Regions from separate parts of the Mus musculus genome. Here all the other regions are linked to region 3. The links are chromatin contacts, called in public Hi-C maps. All regions are on one chromosome and are shown on one strand. Each heading gives the region's core, a stretch centred on a gene start, on an enhancer-like site or on the middle of the called end of the contact. The rest is flanking DNA. Distances are from core to core; before and after follow the strand shown. Region 1 has its middle 17 kb from the start of Gm23003. Region 2 has its middle 38 kb from the start of Gm23003. Region 3 overlaps Gm45968 (a long non-coding RNA gene).

The links. A called contact is a pair of places that touch in the nucleus more often than the background predicts.
Region 1: a Hi-C map of pancreatic cancer cells shows a contact between it and region 3, with 2.2 times the contacts expected there. The contact joins two enhancer-like sites. A contact is called at or near these places in 1 of 39 promoter capture datasets (liver) and 3 of 484 Hi-C or Micro-C datasets (the HL-1 cell line, embryonic fibroblasts and pancreatic cancer cells).
Region 2: a Hi-C map of pancreatic cancer cells shows a contact between it and region 3, with 6 times the contacts expected there. The contact joins two enhancer-like sites. A contact is called at or near these places in 3 of 484 Hi-C or Micro-C datasets (brown adipocytes, myocytes and pancreatic cancer cells).

Annotation. Positions count from the first base shown.
Region 1 is chr16:55,609,971-55,614,482 of GRCm38.p6, forward strand. No RefSeq gene overlaps it. Among named protein-coding and RNA genes, the nearest start is that of Gm23003, 17 kb to the left of the region's middle. Within about 2 kb of position 2,126, at least 30 of the 459 cell types and tissues checked have an H3K27ac peak or open chromatin away from gene starts, as enhancers often do. A contact at or near this core is called in pancreatic cancer cells, where this site is marked.
Region 2 is chr16:55,630,379-55,635,006 of GRCm38.p6, forward strand. No RefSeq gene overlaps it. Among named protein-coding and RNA genes, the nearest start is that of Gm23003, 38 kb to the left of the region's middle. Within about 2 kb of position 2,038, at least 51 of the 459 cell types and tissues checked have an H3K27ac peak or open chromatin away from gene starts, as enhancers often do. A contact at or near this core is called in pancreatic cancer cells, where this site is marked.
Region 3 is chr16:55,477,653-55,482,452 of GRCm38.p6, forward strand. The region is part of intron 2 of Gm45968 (a long non-coding RNA gene); the gene reads right to left. Among named protein-coding and RNA genes, the nearest start is that of Mir5118, 15 kb to the right of the region's middle. Within about 2 kb of position 2,944, at least 7 of the 459 cell types and tissues checked have an H3K27ac peak or open chromatin away from gene starts, as enhancers often do. A contact at or near this core is called in pancreatic cancer cells, where this site is marked.

The sequences.
Region 1 (4,512 bases), core at 876-3,375, 130 kb after region 3:
TCAGTCTCTGCGAGCCCCTATGAGTGCTGCTTAGATCCTGTGGGCTGTGTTCTTGTGTTGAATACTACCTATAATCTCCTGTACTTTTTCTCCTCTGTGACCTTTATTTTGTGAATATTCTTCTTAGTAAATTCTCAAATTATGATGATGGAGAGGGTCAGCTGTTCCCTGATCTTGACAAATTGTTGATCGTTTTATTTTCTTAAGAAATAATGTGAACACATGGACCAACATATTTCACTGTATAGGTTACTCTTCTTAGAAGAAAGGACGTGCGTGAATTATGTACATATCCCAAACATTCCTTTCCCGGTCTGATTACACCAGTGTAAGAACTTGATTAAGATATAAACTTTATCCTTGCTTTGGGGGCTGATTACTTAGTGGGGAATTGGTTTTTAACATTTAGTATAATCCAGGTACTTGGTCTACAAGTACTTCTATATGGAGAAACCAATGCTTTTATTTGATAACTCAATATATGTTCTGAAGATACAAAACTGACTTTATTAATTCATTTTCCTTGCATAAAAATTAGTTGTTTAAAAGTAGTTTGGGGGTAGGAGACTAATTGTTTGGGAGTGAAGCGTAATTCAATAATACAGTGTTTGCCTGGGATATGTAAGGTCCTTGGTTCAAGCAAGAAGCCTCAGAAAGTCTGTCTTCTCATAGTTTTTCTTATAAACATCTTGTCTCTGACTCTTTTGCCTGCTCTTGGGACTCTTTTCCACTTACAGGTTGCCTTGCCCAGGCTCTATATGAGGGCGTTTGCCTTGTCCGATTGCATCTTGTTTTGTCTTGTTTGGCTGTTATCTCTTGGAGGTCTGCTCTTTTCTGAAGGGACACAGAGGGTAGACTGGATCAGGGAGAGTTGGAGCTCGGGGGAGTGGAGCTGGGAGGAGCAGAGGAAAGGGAAACTGTGGTCAGGACACATTGTATGATACAAGAATCTATTTTCAATAATTATTTTTAAAAAGTCATTCACTTCAGTTGTTTTTCCACTGTGATAATGGATTTGTTCTGACTCATTGATGCTCTTTTGATGGGGTTTTACTGTAAACAGTGGCAAATGTGTGAAATGTTTATGGGGCTTAGCACCATAGGTATAAGATAGGATTTTCAAATTTTATTTTCTCTGTACAAAAAAAAAAAAATCATTGAGTCAAAGCTAAGCTCTTAGCTCCTTTATCAATGAGTTTAGGTCAAACAGGGTAAACTATGAGTTCAAAGTGGCCTGTCCATTTATAATTAACCAGAATGTGTACTAATTACCATTTAGCAAATGCCGTTTATGACCAGATATTGTACATCTAAATTAGCTCTCAACTAATTACTCTGTAAGTACACGGTAGATACCATAACTAATCACTTATGATGTATTCCATTTCCCAGACAATATGTTGACTGAAGCATTGTATCACCATGAGTCTATCTGAAGTAGAGTGCAAAGGGCACACATGACCAAAGTTGGCCGAACAGCATAGCAAAGGATTTAGATTCCATAGTGTAAAGTTAAAAGTTTCTTTCTTTCTTCAACTAAAACATCTGATTTCTTATTTATTATTTATTGCCTCTGGCAATCATCTTAGAATTGCAAAGGAAAACAGCTGGAAAGGACCTCTCTCCCTGCCCGAGAAAATATCCCTAGCCATTAATGACATCTTGGAGCCACCTGGGACCCATTCCTTTCTGCACTTCCAAATAGATAGTTAAGGAAATAAATGAGCTCCTGCCAAAGCTCATTTAGAATGGGACCCTTGTCGGTATTATAATTCTAAATGCAGACTTTATGACCCAGAAAGCATGCCACATGGTGCCAAAAACTACTATCTCCACTTGAAGAAAAGTGACACTTGGAGATCTTGTGTCTCTTCTTTGCTCTGTTAACAAGTGGCACTTGTACTGTCCAATCACTTTTTCTCTACAATAGTATGTGGGTACGATATTTTATGATCCACTTTCTGAGGAAAATGATCACTTGGACGAGGGAAAAAAATGTTTTTCTGATCTGTCCATTAAAAACAGATGATGAAGGTTAACAAAAATTCATGAGTCAAGACTGATACTACTAAATACACCAGCTATGTCTTTGGAATCTAAAAATACACCAAATGACAAGCTATGAAGTGCTCTTGACGTCAGTAGATGACAGTCACCAGCTGAGATCACTGTTTGACCTTCTCGAAACTGCCTCACAGATAAACCTGTGCTGCAATCTTTTAGGTCAAGACCATAGAATAAAACTGGGCGTGGCGCTATATGCTTGTAATCCCAGTCCTGGGAGATGCATGCAAGAAGATGAGAAGTTCAAGGCTACCCTCGGCTACATAGTTAGCTGAAGCTGAGCTGAGCTGTTTCAAAAAACAAACAAACAACAAAGACTGTGCAGTCATCCTGGTGGAGTTCCTGAGCCACTGTTACATGCAATAAGACATTACATCCTTCTAAACTGGGCTAAGAGAACACCCAGAGCTCAAACAACCTCATGATCTACATATTAATTATGTAGGGAGACCTGGAGAGATGCTTCATTTATCTTTCCTACACTTCATTAATTCTTTATGCAACTCAAATTTGAACCTAAGCTACCAAAATTGCCTTTAAGAGGCTTTTCTCACAAAATTCAGTGAAATCCATTCAATTTTTAAAATATCTGCTTAGCCGAATCAGAGTTGTATATTGTATATCTTCGACACTAAAGAAGTTTCTGAACTTTTTCTTTTTTTTTTCTTTTCTTTTTTCTTTTTTCTTTTTTTATTTACAACCTACTGTCACTGTCCTCCTGGAGACACAACTCTGCTATCTTTTTTATCTTTCTGGGTGTATTTAGAAATAAGTAGACTTATGCAAAAAAAAAAAATAATAACTAATCTAGAGGAGGAAAACACAGTAGACCCGTGTTGATTCTTCACTGCCCTGCTCAAATATTAAAGTTAGTATCTGAACTTAGAAAACCCACATCAACAATGCCCTGCTGCAGCTCATGGATCTAAAGGCTCACCCTATCTCCTCCCACCAGCATCCTATCCAAAGGGCAAGTACAGAAAAATATTTAATTTGTGGGTGAACAGAGTTATGACTCGATAAGTCACCAGCTTTGGAGCAGAGCCACAATTCATGGTTCTCAGCCAGTGTAAACAGGGACAAGGAAATACTATTATTTTCACCATGGTGCACTGAGTGCAGGAGAAATGGAAATGTTAACCCATCTGGTATCACTGCGCTGCAATATATCTATTTTGTGTACTGAGTAAAATGAGGTCGGGTTTTTTCCTTTGGAAAAAAAATGCTTTTAAGATTTCAAAATACATTGTCTAGACTGGCGGTAACTTCAAGGTTTCTATCTCATGAATGGCATCATGGGGGAAACTCTACACATACTGAAGTGGATATTTCAGGTTTAGAAACTGCCTAATTATATGTTCTTGGGGCAATCAGATGAGCAATGTAGGCTAAGTGAATATAAGTGCGTAAATGACAGTCTGGATAATATAAGGAAATTATTCTCAGGTCTAGCTAGGTGAAAACTACCATATTGGTTCTATTGTGTTACATAAACAAGGCCTTTGTGTTCCAGGGCAATGATTGCATTCTTCATTGTTTATGTTATGTGTGAGCAAATTCTCTTCAAAAGGTTGGGTGTGCTCCTAGGCCTCTTTTTGTTTATAGGAACATAAGATAACCTGGGGAGGAGCTATGCTGCTAAGAGGATGATTGCACATTCTCTTCTTTAATCCTTTATCTATTGAACTGTAACAGACTGACTCTCTCAAGATGTGTGTTTTGTGGTGTTTTATCCACTCTATCTTTCTCTTTTGGCTTTATTTATGGTTTAGTTTGTTTATGCTATAGTTTTGTTGTTATTGTTGTTAAAGCATCTAGACTCTTTTTTAAAGTACAATTCTAGGACTCTCAAGCTTATCCGTCTATGTTTATGGAAAAGAATATCCCCACTTTGAATTTATGATGGCCTTCCCTCATACATGCTAAAATCAAATTTTCTTTTAAATTATCTACTTCCACTATTTACATCTTATGAAGCTAGGATTTTTTGGCATAGATTTATATATATCTTTTTCCAATTTTTTATTAGGTATTTTCTTCATTTACATTTCAAATGCTATCCCGAAAGTCCCCCATACCCTACCCCTCTCTGCTCCCCTACCTACCCACTCCCACTTCTAGGCCCTGGTGTTCCCCTGTACTGGGGCATATAAAGTTTGCAAGACCAAGGGGCCTCTCTTTCCACTGATGGCCGCCTAGGCCATCTTCTGATACATATGCAGCTAGAGACAAGAGCTCCGGGGTACTGGTTAGTTCATATTGTTGTTCCACCTATAGGGTTACAGACCCCTTTAGCTCCTTGGGTACTTTCTCTAACTCCTCCATTGGGGACCCTGTGTTGCATCCAATAGCTGACTGTGAGCATCCACTTCTGTGTTTGCCAGGCACCGGCATAGCCTCACAACAGACAGCTATATCAGGGTCCTTTCAGCAAAATGTTGCTGGCAT
Region 2 (4,628 bases), core at 788-3,287, 150 kb after region 3:
CAGCTGGTCAGGACTGAACTCAGTCCATGGTCACACAGGGCCCTGGCTTTTATCATTACACATCCACTTAAGGACCAGGAAACATCTTCCACTGAGGGCTGCTACCAAATGGAGGATGTCAGCATTCAATTGGTTCAGGACCATTTGTCATTAAGTCCTTTGTCCCAAATGAACTCTGCTGGTCTCTCAATCTATCACTGACTACAGGCAAACCCTATTTAGAGATCCATTATGTTGTTCTCAAGGAAACATTTTCTCAACAGGAAGGAAAAGAGTACAGGAGAGCATCTGAGGAGTCGCAGTGGTGGCTGTGAATCTTCTCATCTGCACCATCAGAGACATCCTAGAAGACTTGAGCTACCATGAGAGAAAAGATCTGAACCTGGCCTTGAGCCTGTGTAAGCTGTGTTCTGATCTGGGCTCTTGTGGCCATTAAAAACAGTCTTTTCCATGGCTTTAAGCACGTGTTGAATTTAGAGAAATTAATCCTGTTTGAGACAAATGAATGTATGGATAATCCCAAGAAGAACTCCTAAGCTCAGTGATACAAGGATAAAACAATAGTCCTGAAGTACGCACACTTTTTTTTTATTGAAGTAAATGGGGCAGGGAGGACAATGCTGATGGATGGTAAAATATAGAGACGGGGAAAAGGCTGAGAGATGCTGATCCTTTGATGTCTCATGGACCCCTCATGTGTTTTAGTCACCACATGCATTGCCATTCCAGTCTTGGTTTACTTCCTGCATGGCCTGCTTAGTAAATGACCCCAACACTCAGCCCATTCTATAACCCTGAAAGCAAGCCCCAGAAGCCACCTCTCTACCCCCTTCCTTGTATGTAGCCAGTCACTGGCTTTTGTTGTTACCCTTGAATTATTTCTCAACTCCTCCCTTTGACTTCTGCCACAATTAAACCACAGGAATCAAAGCCACAATCATCTCCTTCCTTACAGAAAATTTTCTAGTCGGCTCTCTCCACCCTATTCTTAGCTGCATTACGGATGCTTTTCTTCATGTTACATTGGATTTAGAAGAATAGGAAAGGAATTAAAATATTCCCAGTACAAAATACTAATAAGTATTTTAAAAATGGAAGTTTTGCTTTATTTAAAGATATAGTCTATGAGCGTGTCATATTAAATTACTACATCACATGCCATAAGTAGATACCATTCAGTAATTTTGAATGAAAAATGATGATAATAAGCCCCTTCCTTAGTAGACTGGATAACTTACATTAACTCTAGTCGTTGCTATATATGTTCTTATTTTTAATAAATTATTCTTGTAACCCCATGCCTACTTCTCATCTCCATTCTTTCTTCTTTCTCAACAATGCTCAGCCAGTTCCTCTGGGAAGCTTTCCACCACTGACTAATATCAGCTTTTGTGTTCCTCCTGAGAGGTGCCTCAGTTCCCTGTTTCCACTCTCTTGAAGCCAGGTCACATGACTTAACCTCTGGCCCAGGCACCCTCAGAAAGCTGAACCCATTCGTGTTTCTCAGCACACTGTCTGACACACCATAGGAACTCAATGTGTGTTATTGCTGAGAGTGTGCACAGAAGCTAGAAAGCACACTCAGCAGAATGGAGAGAACTGCACTAGAGCTCCTGTGTGAAAATCAGTGCGACTTTAGTCCAGAAAAAAAAAAAAAAACTGGAGGCTCAAAAAGGTCTCCAACTGACATTTTCTAGTAAAATAAATAAATAAATAAATAAATAAATAAATAAATAAATCTGTTTAAAGACATTAAGATCTATCTGCCATCACTCCATACCTCCTGTTCTCCTATGGACACTCTGCTTGGACACTCTGTTTTCAGAGTACATTTCTTTCTCACTGGCCTTCCCAATGATATCATTTGCTGAAGTGCCATAACAGAGGTACACAGTTTCAGCCACAGAAACCCATTGTCCTGCAGATCTGGAGTTCCATCTGTGGTGAAGAGGTTGGCAAGGTTGTTTCCCCCACCCCAAACCCCCGCCCAGGACTCTGAGACACAGTCTGTTACATTCCTCTCTCCCAGCTTCCAGTGGCCTTAGTCATTCCTTGGCATGGTGATGCTGTTTCTCTTCCCCCTGCATCTTCACACTGCTTATCCTCTGTGCGTGTCTGTCTCTTCACATGGCACCTTATTCTCATATTACTCGTCTTAAATAAACATATCTGTAAGGAACTTACTTCCAAATAAGGTCACATTGTGACATACCAGGAGTGTGTGTACATATACATATACACATAAGTGTGTGTGTGTGTGTGTGTGTGTGTGTGTGTGTGTGTGTGTGTGTGAATTTAAGGAAGATACAATTAGTAATACAGATGAGCATTTTATAGCTACCGTTATTGAGGCTCTGCCTTAGGTCCATGCAAACCAAAAATTTTAATACTATATGCATCTAAGGAAAGGAAAGTTCAAATTCATTTCCTATCAACATCTTTAACAGAAATAAGTTTGATGGCACATGAAACATTCCCTTCAATAGTTACTTCCTGTAAAGTTATGTGTGCAAGAGTGCCAAGGGGAACATAAAAGCCCTAATGATGTCTTCAAACACCATGAAGAGAGAAACCCTGGTGGATCAGGGATTTTTATCTAGGGAAAAAATACTTTTAAAGATATCGTCCTTCACAAATGATAATCACTTAATATTTATACAATAGCTATTTATTCTTTACAAGTATATCTTTATCAATAGACAGAAAAATTACTTTCAACTATTGTATTTTAGAATTCTATTACAATGCTCTCAAGGCTAAAATGAGTAACACTGTTTCACACCTTGGTACTACATCCCTTGAATGCTGTGCTACAGTATTGCTAAGAACAATTGGAATTTTCTTTGACTCTTAGTGAGTTTTCATCAGAATAAAGATACAGTTTTCCCTAGGGCAGATGCATTCCTGCATAATTGTTAATGGGTGTGTAGTAAAGGTGGAAGAAAAATACAAGTTTTTAAACGAACAAATTTGGTTAATGAAATACTAATTTTGAATCCAAAGGATTACCACAAATAGTCCTAACCAAACCGAAATCCTCTTCCAGGAACTGAAAACAATTAAAAGACTGTGATTTTTTTTTTCTTATTTACATCCTACAGACGTATTCAGACCAGAGGGTTTTTGATTGCCTGTCAGCGCAGGGAGAACAGCGAACAACTGAACCTAGTTTCTTCATGAGAGTGAATATCTGTGAAATCACTGCAAGGAAAGAAGAGATTAACAAATACAAACTTCTCTTCTGTGAAGAAGGAGGGATATATAATTAGAGTAATTACAGTTTAATCCTCAGGATTATATTGATAATTAGAACAGAACAAATGTGATAAAACAGATCAGTATTTTCAAATGGCAGGTGAATATCTATTAATAGTTTATAGAACCAAATTACTGAGTCACATGTAATAATAAACAAACATGGCTGAGAATATATGTAGCTCAGTGGCAGGAATGTTTGTCTAGTACACCCGAGGCTCTGAGTGCTAATGAATGGTGAAGCCTTTACTAGTTATGAATTCACAGCAGTTATGGCTGCTTGAATAAGACCAAACTAGTAAACATTCCATGATGGATGTCAAGATAACTCCCAGGCTGGAAGCTATTAGCAGCTTATGAATGGCAGGAGAGGGAGGGTCACTTTTATTCAAGGGTGCAACCTTTTATATGTTGCCTGTTCTCGAGGGTGTCCTACACTCATATGCCTGTAAGCAGTATGAATTTGGCTCAGTGAATTATAAAGAAAAAGAAAAAGAAGAAAAAGAAAATATGAAGTGGGAAGAGAGCATGGAAAGAAGCCAAAAAGAAGTTGGAGAAGGTTATAAGTGGATATAATCAAAATGCATTTATATATTTTCAAAAAGAGATAAATAAAATAGTATTTCATGACATCTTTATTCTGAGTTTACTAAGTACCATATCAATAAGATATGTATATTTTACTGAAAATTATTCTCATACGAATTTGAAAGCTACTAGCTATCAACTCAGCTGTTTTGGCTCAAAACTCCTCTCCAAACTGACTGATTCAAATGGACTTCTCTTAGCTTTTGACTGAATTGCTCTGCTTGGCTTCAAACTAATTCTGGCAATCTGTTCGAATTTTCTGGATTCTAACCTTCTGGATCTTCCTCATTCTCTGGCCCCTTCTATCTTCATGTATAACCTGTCTTTGTAAACCTGCCCCCCCCAAAATCAATCTCTCTCTCTCTCTCTCTCTCTCTCTCTCTCTCTCTCTCTCTCTCTCTCTCTCTCTCTCCCCTTCCCCTCCCTGTTCCCCTCTCCTTTTCCCCTCTACCATCCCCCATTTATCTCTGAGCTTCTCTCTTAAGAGACCTCTCTTTCCTGGACTGTTCTTAAGAGGGATGAATCCTTTCTCTGATTCATTCCATCAAATTTTTTTCTCTTATTCATCACTTTGTTACTCAATTAAAAGTCACTTCCAAACATGGCTGCTTCCTCCTACAAATTAACTTTGCCTGCAGTGTGTGGGATTAAAGGTGTGCACTAAGGTCCTGTCTGTATTCCAGCCAAAGGGATTAAATGTGTGTCATTCCAGTCAGATCACACAGTCCTAGGTCTTTGGATGTGTTCCTTTGCCAAAGCAGGCATGTTGCTGGATAAAATTTCTC
Region 3 (4,800 bases), core at 1,694-4,193:
GTCACAGAGCCAGTGAGTGAGAGTTTGATGTGAATGTGTGTCTGAAAAATGAAAGGTCACGTAGGGGAGCCTGCTGCACAGAGAAACGTCCGCAGACCATGTCAGTGTTGGATTCAAGGGTAAATCTTTTTTAAATGCCAATAAATACCTGCCTTTCTTTATTCACTTTTCTCTCAAGATGTCAGATTACACCTTAGAGAAAATCTCTCCAAGACCTGGCATTTGCAGATATGCCTCACTTCCACCCATGCGGTAGCCCACAAAGCATTGGGTGTTACCCTGGGAAAATTGGTGTTTGCATATCTGAAGGAATGAAAATTAAGATGGAAAACCCCAGGCCACACTGATTAACTTTCGAAGGTCATGTTGATCTACCGGACAGTCGGGATTCCCTATAGCTTATGGTGTCTCTAAGGAAGGTCTTCAGTGAGACTTCAATCACTCATTACAATCAAGTGGTCAACTTTACCAAGGAGTTATGAGATCTGCCCCACACGTCTTCTCTAAATTAGCACTGATTTTTTTTTTTAAGATGGAGATGAAACCTATAGACCAAACTGCAGAGCTCTCTGGCCGCCTAAGTACACCAAAGCCATAGCGGAGCAGAAACTGTAAAAGAGGCTAAAGTTGAACCCAGTTTATATTTCACCATGCCTGCATGCAGCACACACTTTGCCTGCCATCTGTAGCCGGGTGGGATTGATTGCCGCAGGACATAATTATTTTAAAAGGCAATTAATTTGATTACCAGCAATGAAGTTTTATCTATGCAAACTACAAGGACAATCTGATGAAAGAAAGTAATCAAGTTTCCGAATCAAAATGCAAGGTGTGTCTTTCAGGGGGTGGGAGAGAGAGGAAGCCGTCTCTCTGGAGAGACAGAATGAGAAATTGGTAAGTCAAGCGTTGTTGTCCCACTCCATCTACTACATGATAATCTCAGATCTCAGAACTTGAACACAAGAAATGGAAACGCCCTACATCATGTGAATTTCTGATGCTGTGCCTTTCACTATCAGATCTGAGGGGAAAGAAGGGACCATGAGTAATTATGTATGGCTTCTAGATGGTTTTCTATAGACATTGTATCCTTTACATTTCTCCTCATGACAAGTTCTGCAAAGGAGCTGACCATGATCACAAAGCATGGAAGAGATGATGACTGACTAATAAGGAGTCCCCCCAGCATGTCCTCATCTTTATCTCTTGAACCCGTGGACATTACTTTACTTGCAACAAGGGACTTGGTCAGCATGGCTGAGAATTTCTCGGATGGCAAGAATAGCCTGGCTTATCCAGATTTTTTCAGTGTGATCATATACATACTGTGTGTGATGCTGTCAGAGGCCAGAGGAGGATGCCAGATCCCCGGGACTTAAGTTACAGATAGTTGTGGGTGCAGGGAACCGAACCCAGGTCCTCCATCAGAGCTGCCAGTGCTCTTAAACATTTATCTTTCTTCTCTGCCTCTCCATTCTTATAAAGAGGACATTTCATTACAGAATAGAGATGATACGACGGAAGGTGATTGACAACCAAGAAGTGCTGGTGACCCCTAAAGTGGGATCTTCCTGGAGCCTTCAGGAGGAGGCAGGGCTAGCTTTAAAATAGCCACTGACACACTGATGTGCCTTTAAATATATCCTGGATTTCTTACCTTCAGAGATGGAGGAGAATAGATATGTGCTTCTTTTAAGTAGGCATGTACGATTTGTTACAGGGATGGTGGAAACAAATATAATCATTGTTTAAAGGCCAAATACCCTAAAGGAGCAACTTAAGAATGGAATGTTGTTGTTGTTGTTGTTGTTGTTTTGCTCAGAGATTTGGAGATTTCAATCCACAGATGTTTGGCTCTGTAATCTTCAGCAAGAACATGGGACAGGGAGCATCTTCATGGAGGACAAAAGACAGAAGGGATAACAGGAAAAGGTTTCACAGAAGATACTTTCAAGAACCACCCACCATTACTTACTTGCTCCAGCTGGGTCGCATGTCCTAAAGGTTTTAAAGGGAGGTAACATACGAGCCAGTGGAGACCCTGTTAGATTCGAACAGTAACACTGAAAATTCTACCCTACCACTCAGGCAGGAAGCCTGCCCTCTTTCAACTATTAAACATTGTGATTTCATTTAAAATGCCAGAATTGTGTGCACACACAAAGAGACATACATCAGCCCAATTTGGACAAGATTGTTGATCGAGTATTGAATTATGTGATAAAATTGTTACTGATTCAATCATCAAAATGGCTTCACTTGCTAATATATTTTAGGATGGTTATATTATTTCCAAGAGAAAAAGATCTAAGATATTCACCCTTTATATGTCCATTAGTCAGTAATTTTGACTTTGACAGTTCCAAAAATATATTCTGAGATAAAACATTTTGATACCAAGTCACAAATGCATAGGCATCTGTTATCCCAAGACCCATTAATTTCTCGTAGCTCTAATATTTTCCTTATCAGTAACTTTAAATATCTGTGTATAATATTGCACAGCTGATGGTATCCCCTTTACAACATCAAAACCTATAATCTGAATTCTATCTTTAGTGAATTTTTGATTAATTCTAAAGCTTCGTTCAAATCACTAAACACAGCCTCAGTCCCCTTATTTATAAAAATAAATTTATAAAATAAAGAATATTACTGGACACTTGCCCCAACAGATCAGCTGTAAGGTTTTTTTTACTCAGGCGAATATGACAAAAATGATAGGCCTCCCACAAAAAGAAAAAAAAATCGGAGTGGAATTCAAATGTGCTCATTAACACAAGGTGCCACTAGGGGTCAGATTAAGTTTAGTAAGTCTATCTAATATGGCCTGCATACAAAACAAAAACTGCTATTATTCTGACGCCCTTCCCAGCCTGCACCTACCCTCTTCTGAGCTGACTGACTGTGGCCACGTGTTATAGACTAACACTCGAAGATCTCTGAAAGCATGCTGCTACATTCATTAACCTGCAATCCGTAACTGTCTTGTACCAGAATGCTTACCTTTCCTGCCTGAATGGCGTTAATTGAATGTGTCACCTGAAGCTCCTCTGCTTCGTGTTTGTTCGTGTTACCGTGTTAATCAATCAGTCGCACAGAATTGAAATTGTAAAAGATTAAAAAAAAACCTTTGCCTGCAAACACTCCGTGGATCTAGGTGGAATTAGGCGAAGAACGCGTGATCTGTAAGTAACAATTGACTCTGCACCACACACTCATAGTGATTTGAGTAGAAGCCAGCTGGAGGCTCAGCACCGCGGGCATGGCAACGCCCTGTGGCAGAGGACTCCCTTTCTCGGCCTTTGTCACCCCGTAGTGTGAAATATGACTGTGTGGTCAGAAGGCAGAGTGTATCCCAGACACTGTGTTCAGAATGAAGGTAAAAGACCCTGGTCTGACCTGTGGTCTCAGATGGTTCTGTGGTATGAGGACAAGGCAAAGTGTCCTTATGGATGTCACTGAATAAGAACAGCGGGATTCAGATTTAACCTCTAAACTCCGACGATCCTACAATATTCTCAGGGTCACATTCTCAGGTCTCACAGTTCTCAGGGTCACAGCCTTGACAGTTCTCTCCAGCAGCTTCTTTGGGGCACGCCATCTCAGCCTTATCTACTCTACAATACAGTTGCTACCATATGTATTCAGTTCCCCATATGTACTCAGTTCCCCTTGACATTCATATTCCCAATAGCCAGAATTAAGTACTGACGACCTGATAGCTCGAACGTGATTCAGAAGAAGAAAAGTAACCTATCATCTTGAGCTGTTAAATATCACTGTGCATATGTTCATATTCTGTAAGATTTTAGAGTTGATAGGAGATCGGCTCTGCCCTTATCTCCACACCTCCCATCCTCTAGTGCTGAGGCAACAATTGCAGCTTCCCATCCGAAGTCCTCCTTCCTCACCATTCGTATCTCCTTTCAGGATAGTCAAAGATGGCGCAACCGAGACTCAGAAAAGTTGGCAGCACACTCAAAAGCAGAAGGTGTCCAGGTAGAGAAGCTTAGCCACGACGTATCATGTGTTTTGCGTTCCTTGTTTCAGTAAATCACACAGCAGCAAACCACCCTCCCTCCCTCCACTCATTTCTCCTCTACCCAAGGCCTCAGAGCTACACACTTGAATGATTGATTGATTGATTGATTGATTGATTATCTCCGGCCCTGCTTAAAGATATTCTGATCTCTTTTCATTTCTCATGTATGATCTATTTCACCTTTTCTTTTTTTCCACACAGTTTTAAATATCGTTTATACCAGACCAGACCAACTTTCAAATTTATGTCTCTCAGCCACACATATTTCTTTTTCTACCAATCCCAAAGGGCTTTGCCAGTAAATATGGTTTAGAAAAAGATGATCCATTTCTTAGCTACGTTGCTTTTGGTCTGAGTTTTGTCACTGAAATAGAAATCCTAGGACAGAAATTAATACAAAAGAGTGGAGTATTGCTATGACAGACCTGTCTGTGTTGGTTTGAGGAGGACCACAGAAGATGTTTGAAACTAGCAAAGCCCATGTGTACTCAGAGCTCAGTGGGCTGTTCCATGGGAGCTTGGAAGATAAGGGTGTTGAGAGAGATGCAAATGATGGAAGGAAGCCTGTGAAGTTTCAAAGAGGAACAAATACTCTATTTGGGGCTATTTGTGTGATATTTTGAATGAAGAATCTATGGTACTGGTCAACTGGAGCAGAAGACTTGGTTAAGTAACCAGAAACGCTGAAGTAGAACTTTAGCTTTGCAGTTTATCCTGGTTAGCTAAACCTAAGAGATTAGTGGTAATTAAGAAGA